Regions from separate parts of the Drosophila melanogaster genome. Here region 2 is linked to region 1. A link is a contact called in public Hi-C data. All regions are on one chromosome and are shown on one strand. The core of a region is the stretch at or near the end of the contact, and the rest is flanking DNA. Distances in the headings are between cores, read along the strand shown. Region 1 holds the start of Spt3. Region 2 holds the start of CG4702.

Region 1 (5,313 bases), core at 1,009-3,508:
TACCATATAGATCAGACTATAAATCAGATGCATTGTCTATAAATTAGTATTCCATTATTTGTATTGTATGTACTATATATAAATAGGATCGGTATTTATGCTTACATTTACACTTTTAAACGGTGTATATTGTTTACACACAATATAAAATATCATTAACATAAATCTTACATAAATTTCATTAAAACCAAAAGTGAGTAATCAAGTTAAATAAAAATTCTGTCTTGGCGGAATACATATGCAGGTGAACGATTTGAATCGAAATGCGCCAAAAGATTAAAGATCACAAGTCGAATAACTACTTAAATACTAATCAGTATTGTGAGCCCGGATCGGATCCTATGCCAATCTATTGCCAAACGCCCGCATAGTTGCCCACCAAAGTCGCCGGCAGTGGTCCTCCTGCAGCGAAGAGGCGCATCCTAGTGCTGTCATAGCAGTGGGTGTAGATGGCGGGCACATACTTCACCTGCTGGAAGCCATCCATCTCATCCTCCGGATACTGAAATGTACAAAACAGTTAGGTGAATTGGTGTATTTTGTGGAACTGTAACCTCTTCACTTACCACAATTCCTTTGCTGCACTTGAGTGCGACTGTGCGCGAGGCATTCACACTGCTCTCCAAATACTTTCCGGCTCGAATGTCGTAGAATAGGAGCATGCCCAGACCCGTGCCAACGGTGAGCAGGTTACCTTCGAACGAAGTCGCCCGTATACCGCAGCCACTGTATCGAGATGTGATCTTCTTAATGGTTTGAAGGGTTCGGGCGTCCAAAAGGATGGTATAGGAACGGCATCCAACGGCATAAAGGCCGTCGCTGTGGTAGGCGATGCTCACGTTGTCCTGGCAGTTTGGCAGCTTTCGTGAGAGTGTCTGCTTGAAGGTCTCCGCATTGAAGATGTGAATGTATCCGTTCAGCGAGAGGGCGGCGATCTCCTTAAACTCCTTGTTGAAGCAAAGAGATCGAATCTGTAAAAGATCTTATTGATAAAATGGTTCTTTGATTTGATTTGCATTCATAAGCTCACCCTCTGGGCAGTGCGAACTTCCTTGACACTAAGGGGGTGGATGGTTGCGAATGTGGGACACGCTTCCTCGCCGCCATCTGGAAACTCCATGTGATCCTCGTTGATGCGCCACAGAGCCATGCGCGAGTCCTTCGATCCGGACACAAGAAACTGGTCATCCAGCCAGCACATGCCCATTATAAGGTCGCGGTGCCCACCCTCGCCCACACAGACGGGATCCAGCGTAGGCAGTCGGTAAACAGCAATATCGGAGGAGTTGCGCGCACCGGTGGCTAGGAAGGATCGGCTGGGCGACAGCTCGATGGCATGCAGGCCACCCTGGACCTCAGGATGGTTTGCCCGGCTATTTGAGAGCGTTGGGATGGCGTCCACCCGGCGCATGTTCACATCGTAGACGAGCAGTTTATTGCACTTGGTCCCGAAAACCACTTGTCGACTGCTCAGCCACTTGGAGCAGAAGACCTTGTTGATGTAGCCCAGACTAATCTGCGTCTCGCGCAGCATGTCGTGGGTTAGCACATAGCGGCTGGTGTACTCCACATTGACACTGCGACGCTGCAGAGGATGGTGGGACAAAGTTCACGTTAGCAATGCAAGTGGTGCGACTTCACAACATATACCCACATCTCGGAGTCCACTCTCCCGGCTGCGCAGGTAGTCGCACAGGTTGTAGGATGTGTTCAGGACCTCCTCCTGCTGTTGGGGCGTCTCCTCGTCGCTGCCGGAATCCTCGTAAGTAACAAAGTCGTCTGGTTTGTCCGGTTTTCGTCTACGCTCCTGTCGCATCGCCCGCTGCTTGGCCCTGCGCTCCTCCAGCCGCGAGGATACGTGGCAGGACGGATAGGTGCCCACGACGCTGTCGCGGATGGTTCTCACCATCCCGTTGAACATCTTAAGGTAATTGTTTAATCCGATTTGTTGTCTTTTGCTTTACGGGTTATCATCCGCAAACAAAAATGGTGGTGCGTAGACTACAGTGGAACTACTGGTTCGGAACTGAAGTTTGCTGAACCGATTGTTTTGCATTTAATGCAGAGATACAAATTAAGGGAAATAAAAATACAAGTGTTGACATTTTTCTATTTGGCACAATACTCGGCCGCTCTGGTTACCTGAATATATATATATATATAATAATATATATATAATATACAGTATTTATATAAAGTCGGATGTCGCACAAATGCGTTACACTATCGTTCATCCCTAACGATAGGCCATCGCTTTCACAAAGGGTTTTATCTATTCTCACGAAATCAGCTGTTGCGATTGAAGTGGTGACTTTGTTTGTAAATAAAATGAACTACAACGCCAAGCGAGTAATGCGACAGAACTCGGTTTGCGTGGGTTCCAACGACATGGCAGCGTCGCCGATAATGATTGGACCTGCCCCGCCCTCGGCGCCCAGCACGCCGCAACTGCAGACCACCGAGGACATCAAGCCACTGCTTGTGCAGCGCCAAGTGATTCTGCTGCAAAGTGGAAGCATACCGACGAATCCCTCGCCACAGCAGATCAACCTAGCTGGACATAATGTAGCCGGTGGTGCCAGCGGGAGCAACGTTGCCAACGTTCTCATTCCGGATGATGCACCTGTCTCACTGCTCACAGAGATTGCGGATATCATGCGAAGCTTCGGCGACAGCGATCAGCCCAGGACGGGAAGTGTCAAGCTGGTGGAGCAGATCCTGCAGCAGCAGCTGCGCGGCATCTTCAATGAGGCTTCGCTGGTGGCCATGCGGCGGAAACAGAATCCCTGCCCGTCGCAGGCGGACTTTGAGTTCCTGATGCGCAACCATCCGGTGAAGATAGCTCGGATGCGAAAGCACCTCAAGGATATGCGCATACTCAAAAGGTTCCTTAGTATCCGCACGGGAAGGCCGCAGGACTTCATGGACGACTTGGAGCAGCAGGAGGAGGACGAGGAGCTGGCCATCGATGTGTACGAGCTACACGACGAGGACCGAATGCGAAGATTATTCCGCGCAGATCGGATATCGCAGATCCTTACGGGCCAGCAATACCTGGAGTTCAATGAGGCGCGCAAGACGTCATTCTACTGCCGCCATGGGGAGAAGATCAAGAACAAGTTCCGCCGCTTTCTGGACCTGCCCGCGGACCTTCGCATCCCAACGCCGACAATGAACATTTTGGCCTATCTGGCGCATGAGACCATTGCCGCCATTGTCGACTATTCGATCCTGACGCGCCTGAACTCGGACAACCGTGCGACCGAGCCCTACAGCCGAGTGACCTCCGCCGGAGGCAGTCCGGCTATGATGCACGTCTGTCCGGAGGTCACACAGGGTCGCGGCATGGAGGTGGTCAAGCCAATCAGTGTACCGGAGATCCACGAGGCCATGCGCCGTTTCCGGCAAATGAGCAGCCGTAAGATTGGGCGGTATCGCAACTCTTGCGACATCGATTTCCGGCGCAGTTTTCTAGCCATTTAAGTTTTAATGATCTTAATATCCTCGCCTATTTTTATTTGCGTCAATTATTGATTTTATTCACAAAAAATAGACTGTACAATTAATTCATTTAAAGTAATTCAATCCCCAACAATTAACGCGCTCTACATTTTAATTATACAAATTATAAAATAAAGCAATTTTGGCTCGTTAAAAAAGTTTTTTCCTGAGAGGTCAAGAACAACTAGGCATATTCATTAATTCAATTTGCCTGTGGCACATATCCTGGCCTTTGAGGCTGCGACTAAAAGACAGAAAAACGCACTCCAATTACGGACGGGTGAATCTGCCTCGCATGGAGCCGATAAATTGAAGCGGTAAACGAAGTTGAAACTGGCACCGACAGATAAATAAAAGCGCAATAAAGAAATTTGCCGACAGGCGCACTCGCACGTGTGCCACACAGACGGAGCGAAGGAGAAGGACCAGCAAGGATGCCGCAGGATTGCAGGAGAGACTGCAGCATAAGGCATTAAGAGAAGCAACTCGCGAACGCACTTAATAATCAACTTCCTGTTGTGCATATAAATGTGTGTGACACGCATAGCAACGAAGGGTAAAGGGGTTAAAATTCATTCCGCAGTTATGGGTGGCGGGTTTCATTCTGTCTTTTGCCGTGAATTGAAAAGGATTAAGAATTATTGCTCAATGTCACTTGAACTTTTAATATATGTACATATGTGCAATTGTGGTCATGATTGTATAGCAAAGGCAAAATCCAAATCTTTTCCAAAAACCTTTTTAAAATAACTTTTAAAAACCATTTATTTGAAATTTTTCTTATTCCTATCACCCGCTTGTTTATCTGATAACATGCGGTCCGAAATTTGACTTAAAATCGATGCACCTTTAAAGGTATCCTCTTGTTATTTTCTTCGGTGGGATATCCTAGTTTAATCGGATCTTAATGTTGATTGCTCTGTGCTGCAGATGTAATTCCAACGGCCCATTATTCTTAATCGATTGCTCATACGCCTAACGAGCGCCGGAACGCAGTCGATAGCTCCTCGATGGCCAGTTAATGAAAACAAGCTGGCTGTGACGAAATTAAGCCAACAACTTGTTTCCATTCCAGCATCGTCCTTGTGATTTTTTTCCTTGACCCCGCGCACTGCTCCCCACACTTCTCCACACTCACTGTTAATGTTTCCAAATTTGCATTTCATGCGGCTCTTCGCTTCGTCCCCAACAGGACCATCATCATCAGGTCCGTGGAGCTCGTCGTCGCGTCGTCATTTCTTCGTATTGTCAAGTCACGTAGCCAATTTCCAGGCCGCGTAAAGTCAATATGCCCCAATCCCTTGTAGCCGAGTTGCCTTAAACTTCTCTTAAAGGGAAGGCCCTCATATTATACGTATGTATGTAAATATGCCTCTATACCTTAATTTCTTGAATAATTTAGAATACAGAATTAATTATCCTTCGAAAGATACTGTTTTGAAAGATACTGTTTTCTAAACTTTTCTAACAATGATAGTTAAATAGAATTACACTATGTAAACAGAAAATCATAGCATGAATATTGAAAATTTTTATTCAAAATTGACTTATGTTTAAGAACATGTTTGCTGAGCGGCTAATTAAGTAAAGCTTTTAATTTCTCTAACTTGCCACAAAGAGTGTGCAGTTGAGAAACATCAATTGCATGTCTGGCTTAGCAATTGGATATTTTTGAAAATCCGTTCGGCTAAACTTTTTTAATTACTTTCGCTTTCTCGAAAAGTTGCTGACGTCAGCCGGAGGCAATTTCCCCCGATGCCCAGCCCCCGAGACCATTGACAGTTGTCTAGGCATAAACCATTAGAAGCTAGC
Region 2 (5,169 bases), core at 2,206-4,705, 110 kb after region 1:
GCAACAGGTTCCCGTTACAATTAATAAAGCCAACGAGGCTGAGGAATGCCAATGGCTGGGAGATTGCATTGATTTCCATTTAATTGCTGGCCGAGAACAGGCTCTCCAGAATGGGTCAGCGTGGAAATGTAAATTGTGCGGCCATTGATTAATCGGGCAACTCCATCTCACGGCTCCGAAGAGTCGAGTTTTGATGGCTTGTGACACAATGCGACCCAGTTCCGTGGAAATTATGGTGGCCATGTAAATTTAGAAAGCTGTTTGAGCGGGAGACTGTGGCTTTGAACGTGAATCAGCGATTAGTGGCTAAGATAATGGTAATTAATAGCTGGAATGTGTGGCAGAGAAATTTTATTGATTGTGGGAAATTAGCCGTGGAAATTGTGATGATCAAATTAGTCACATCGATATCGCCACTCTGGCCGTTTATGACATAATTCTACTGGCAAGCTGGCTAGTTCCCTCGTTATCTTCGGCCGCCTTCTTTCTCTCTTGTTAAAAAGAAAACACGCAACTCTAATTGGAATCTTTGCACGCAACTCTTACTTTCATGGCCTGGCTTAAAACGGCAATTAAACATCTTCACAAACAACGGGCAATATAACTATTTCAATAACAAAATAAAACGAGAGCAGCAATTACACTTGCCGTTGGTCAAAAGTCGCAAATTAGAAAGTGTGGAAACCGCAAACGGCCACAAAGAGAAACAATTTTTCGAGTCACGGAGGCGGGGGTGTAACAATAACCGAGTTCTTTGCCCAGAAATATCATTGTAATTTATGTGCTCGTCTCTCAGATATTTATTTTCATTTTCGTTTGCGGTCTCGTGCCAAAGCACGCTCCACTGGCTCCTTGGTCAAAGTCAAAGATGATGATGATGATAATGATGATGAGAAAGCGGCAAAACGTTCGTGATTTGCGGTAAGTGAGCAAGCTCTTCGTCGTCGTCTTGGGTTTCTGGGAGTGGATCGGCTGGATAGGAGGGCCCTGAGTCATTCTGCGGGGCTCAGCCGGGTTTCTGGACGGTCACGGACAGGTTTCCGGCTGAGAGAAACTCAGGCAGCCTCGAAAAATTCACATTTCACTTTCTTTTCGCCCAGAATCAAGCCAAGGTTTATTGACCAAGAAAAATAACACAAAATAAAAACTTAATTAAGTGCTTAAGCTCGGCAATTGCCTGCCGTCGAGTGCTTAACCTTAATTGGAATGCCCAGCGGCTTTCTAGCGAGTTTGTGCCTTAAGTCTTTCGTTTCCACTGACGCGGTGGTCAGCAACCCCTGACAGAAAACCGCTAACCAGCTGTCAATTGGCCAAAATGCGCAGTAACTGTGCTGCATTTTAATGTGAGCGGTGTCGATTGATTATTGAGTAAGACCCTAAGCCGTGATGCAATCCCAGGGCGGGATGAGCTATACAACGGTTCACTTTTTGCAGAGAAAACTTCTTCTGGAAAGTTTTACTGACCCCGAAACCCAGTCGGCAGTGGGCAAAATGACAAACAACTTAAGGCTGCACGAAAGCAGAACCAATTGCACTTGCAATTTCCACAGCCATTATGGTTATCAGTCAGCTGCATTTGATGGACAAATTGCAACTGCCATTGTTGAGCTTCGCTTTGTTTAATCCACAAATAGTAGTGCAGTTTTCTTAAGCAAAACACATTATCTAGCCTGCTTGGAATTGAAAACCGATTCAGTTTGGCTCGTATCCGAACGGACCAAACATAAACTGTATTAAACACGACTTAACAGCTCCAAAGAAAAACTTTCACCTCGCTCAGCCTGACAACGACAACCGCAAAATGCCAAAAGCAACAAACGGCGGTCAATGAATGAAAGTTAAAAAAAAAAAAAAAAAAAAAAAAACGAAAAATACTTGCTTCAAGGCAGAAAAAGGCAAAGAGTCTAGAAGTGCACACAAGGCGAATGGTTAAACAAAAAGCAGACAATTTTATCCTTTTTACAGGCAATTAAATAAATATATTTTCTATGGGAGTTGGCCAAAGTCTTGGCCAAAAGGCAGGCGTTAATTGGGCTATCCACAGCGGAGAGAGATATTCCGATTCCGAGACAGAGACAGAGACGGAACGAAGTCGGATACCCACATCGAATCAAGGCCACAGACAAAACGGCCGCAAGACTTCTCCACCTGAAAGTGGGGTGTGTGGCTGCCTTCTCCTGAGCACTCAAAACCAAAATTCTTTGGAGCGGCAGTCAACAGGCGCCCATTTGGGTCAGTGGGCGGCCATCATCGGTGCACGATGTGTTGGTTGTTTGACTTGAAAAGAACTTGGCTGAATGCACATCTCCGTGTGCGTGTGCATGGGCGTGTGTGTTTTTTTTTTGTGCCCGACGCACCTCATCGCACCTCGTCAACGAAATGGAAGGCCCCTCCCGGCTCGAAAGAGAACCCCCTGGTTTCGAACGCTTTGACATGTGCATGCCCCTCCGTCCAGTCGATGGGTTTCTGTTTGCTTTTTCATGCAAAGTTGTTAACTCGTTTAACAGAAAATCTCCTCTCTTTCCGCTACTGCCCGGCTGTTGCCTTTTTCATTGCTGGATTTATGCCCCGAGTTCTGTTATTTCTTTTTGGCCTGACCCAAATATTTGGCTCTTGCCATATAGCCCCAATTTGTTCGACAAACAAACGCACGACACGACTCGAGGCCAAATAGTGGCAGTCGATCAATTGTCAATAACTTTCTACTACGAAATTCTAGTTGAACGCACTGCAGTATTTGCGTTGCGAATTAGCCGTTGTTGTTTTCGGTGTTTAAATTGATTTATAGTTTTTTTTTTTTTTTATAATTTCTATCGATGTTGAAAATAATCTTTTTAACATACACTAAGTGGTGCACATTTTAGAAGAATGCCGTTTTTTTTACCCTACAACAATAAATATGCATGATTTGGGTTATGACTTGAAATATATACCAAATAAAACTTGAATGAAAACAATCTTTGTCAACAAAAATAAGTGTTTTCTGTGCATATATCTATCTTAATAAACGTTTGATTTTATCAATTTGCCCAGAAAAAACATTTATTTCGGTCATTGAATTAATGCCACTTCAATGGCACTAAAATGACTTCAATATCCTGTTTCCATTGAAACATTCCTCTTACCTGTCTATTTATCTGCAGTCTGTTAATTTGTCGAGCTCGAAGCAATTTAAATTTTAATTACAGCTGCAGCTGAGTTAGTTTGGCTGGTCGCACTAGAAAAAGTGCAGATTTCAGCACGCGATTGTCAAGCACACAATTCACTTAAAAATTCACCCAAAAACTTTGCACACGAAAATTGCTCTCTCTTTCTGAGACAGTCGGATCGATGGCAACTTTCTTTCGTTAATTTCGATTCGAGAGTGTTCGGCTTTAACTGGGCACTACAGCTGGTGGTTACTGGCTTTAAATGGAGGTGTTGCTGTGACGGCTGCTAAAGTTGTCTGAAACGGCGATCGCCTTGAACTTCAGCTTTTATAGCCTGACCCATTTTACCGTCTTCGCGATGGGCCTGGAATCGAACCGAAGAAATGCAGCCGCCGAGGCTCGAAGTCGAACATGTTGGAAGACGGCGATAGTTTCACACTTGTGAGTTGTCTCTAGAAAGAAGGTTATTTTAGCATACAAAGTTGTTACCATTTTAAGATCAGCTACAACTATATAAAACAATAAATATGAGACAGGTATATATAAAATATAATAATAATATTTGTAATAATAAAGGCATTACTTAACTTTTAAATAAAATAAATGTTAATTTCTCTATTCAGTAGTGCTGGCCAACTTACAAGCCCTGTGTATTTTTGAACGGAAATTGGCCAGATAAGCATCACTGATCGCATGCGTGTGGTGGCGCCTGCGCAGATGACAAACGAGGCTCGAACTTCAAAGTGCGGTTTGAGCTCGAACATGTTGTGGCTAGTCAGATCGCAGGTGTGACTTCGTGGACGCGATCCATCTTTTGCCTGTTGTGTTAACTCCGTTTTGTTTGCCATTACCTTAATGCGTTTATGGCCCATTGTTGTCTGCTGCCTGAAAAATGGGCGTTAACGGTTGGTGTTAATCTACCTGGTTGAACTGCCGTCAAGGTTTTCCATCTCATTTACATGTCGCTGGACAGTCGATCATGTTCCTTGATGTGGGTGCAGAGTTATTGTTCTACTGGGACCTTGACTAGGACAGCTCATCTTGAAATTGTTTTAAAAGATTCAGAAACAGAGTGATTCATTAGGCTTAAGCCGATTGCTTGGTCCAATCTCGAGTCAATGGTAAATTAGGAAACTTCTGGGCAAAGAAAACATTTCAGGGGATTGCCAAGAATAAAAGATGTGTTCTCTTTTTTTTTTTTTTTGCAAATTTAACTAAAAGTGGGTTCTCGTCCCCGTACAGCGACCACCACTTCTAAGAGCTCCTGCTGGCCAACTACACGTGCAAAAAAGTTAAGCCGTTCAGGCAAAAGTTTCCTGAGAATGTCTGCCAGACATCCAGTCGTCCGAAATCCCCCCCAAATCCTCTCCAGCCCAGAAAACGAGGCATTTGAACCCTTGCGAAATCAAATCGGAAAATAGAATTGGAACAACCAACGAAGGTTGCCATCTTGAAATGCAGTTGTATGTGTTTACATTTAGTTGTATTCGATTTGCATACCCGATTGGAATCGGGGCCGGGAATGGGAATGGTATTGGGACTGGGATGGCAAGTGGAAGGGAAGATGGAGCTGAGTTTCTGTGTATAGTCCACCCGTAAATCAATGCCAACTGTGCGGGCAATCAGCATTTGGGGAGAGACTCTTTTAACCCGTCCGAGTGGTTTATTAAGTGGTCTCCCAGCCGAGTCAAGTGCTTGTGTTCTGTTCTGTGTGGTTTGCTTATTGAATAAATGTGGTGGGATTTATGCAAATCCTTGCGATGCACTCCAAAAAACCCCCACACACTTGACCACTTGGGCATATGCCTAATGCGGCCATAATTGCTCCGCATTTGTTATCGCCGAGCGAGCTGACTTTGCATATCGGACAATTTCAGCTGTAGCCGGGATTCGGTGGGATTACCGATTTCCCGTTTAATTTATGTGCCCAGCTCGATTTTGTTTGCCAATTCCAATATTTGTGTTTACATTTGGCATTCTCATCCACTCCGCGCCATACCACTTGCCCCTCAATCACATT

The links. Hi-C and Micro-C count contacts between places; a contact is called where the count stands out from the background.
Region 2: a contact with region 1 is called in a Hi-C map of the Kc167 cell line, with 2.7 times the contacts expected there. A contact is called at or near these places in 5 of 107 Hi-C or Micro-C datasets (the Clone 8 cell line, the Kc167 cell line, the OSC cell line and 1 more).

What each region holds. Positions count from the first base shown.
Region 1 is chr3R:12,014,898-12,020,210 of dm6, forward strand. It overlaps Spt3, which reads left to right and starts at 2,259. Exons shown (of 1, transcript NM_141889.4): 1 at 2,259-3,653. The coding sequence starts at 2,329. The coding sequence ends at 3,483. It overlaps DCAF12 (DDB1 and CUL4 associated factor 12), which reads right to left and starts at 2,134. Exons shown (of 4, transcript NM_001275566.1): 1 at 1,655-2,134; 2 at 1,031-1,585; 3 at 567-971; 4 at 46-502. The coding sequence starts at 1,921. The coding sequence ends at 350. GCC185 (GRIP and coiled-coil domain containing 185 kDa) reads left to right here. Exons shown (of 5, transcript NM_001104285.2): 5 at 1-162.
Region 2 is chr3R:12,124,746-12,129,914 of dm6, forward strand. CG4702 reads right to left here and starts at 3,456. Exons shown (of 5, transcript NM_141899.4): 1 at 3,126-3,456.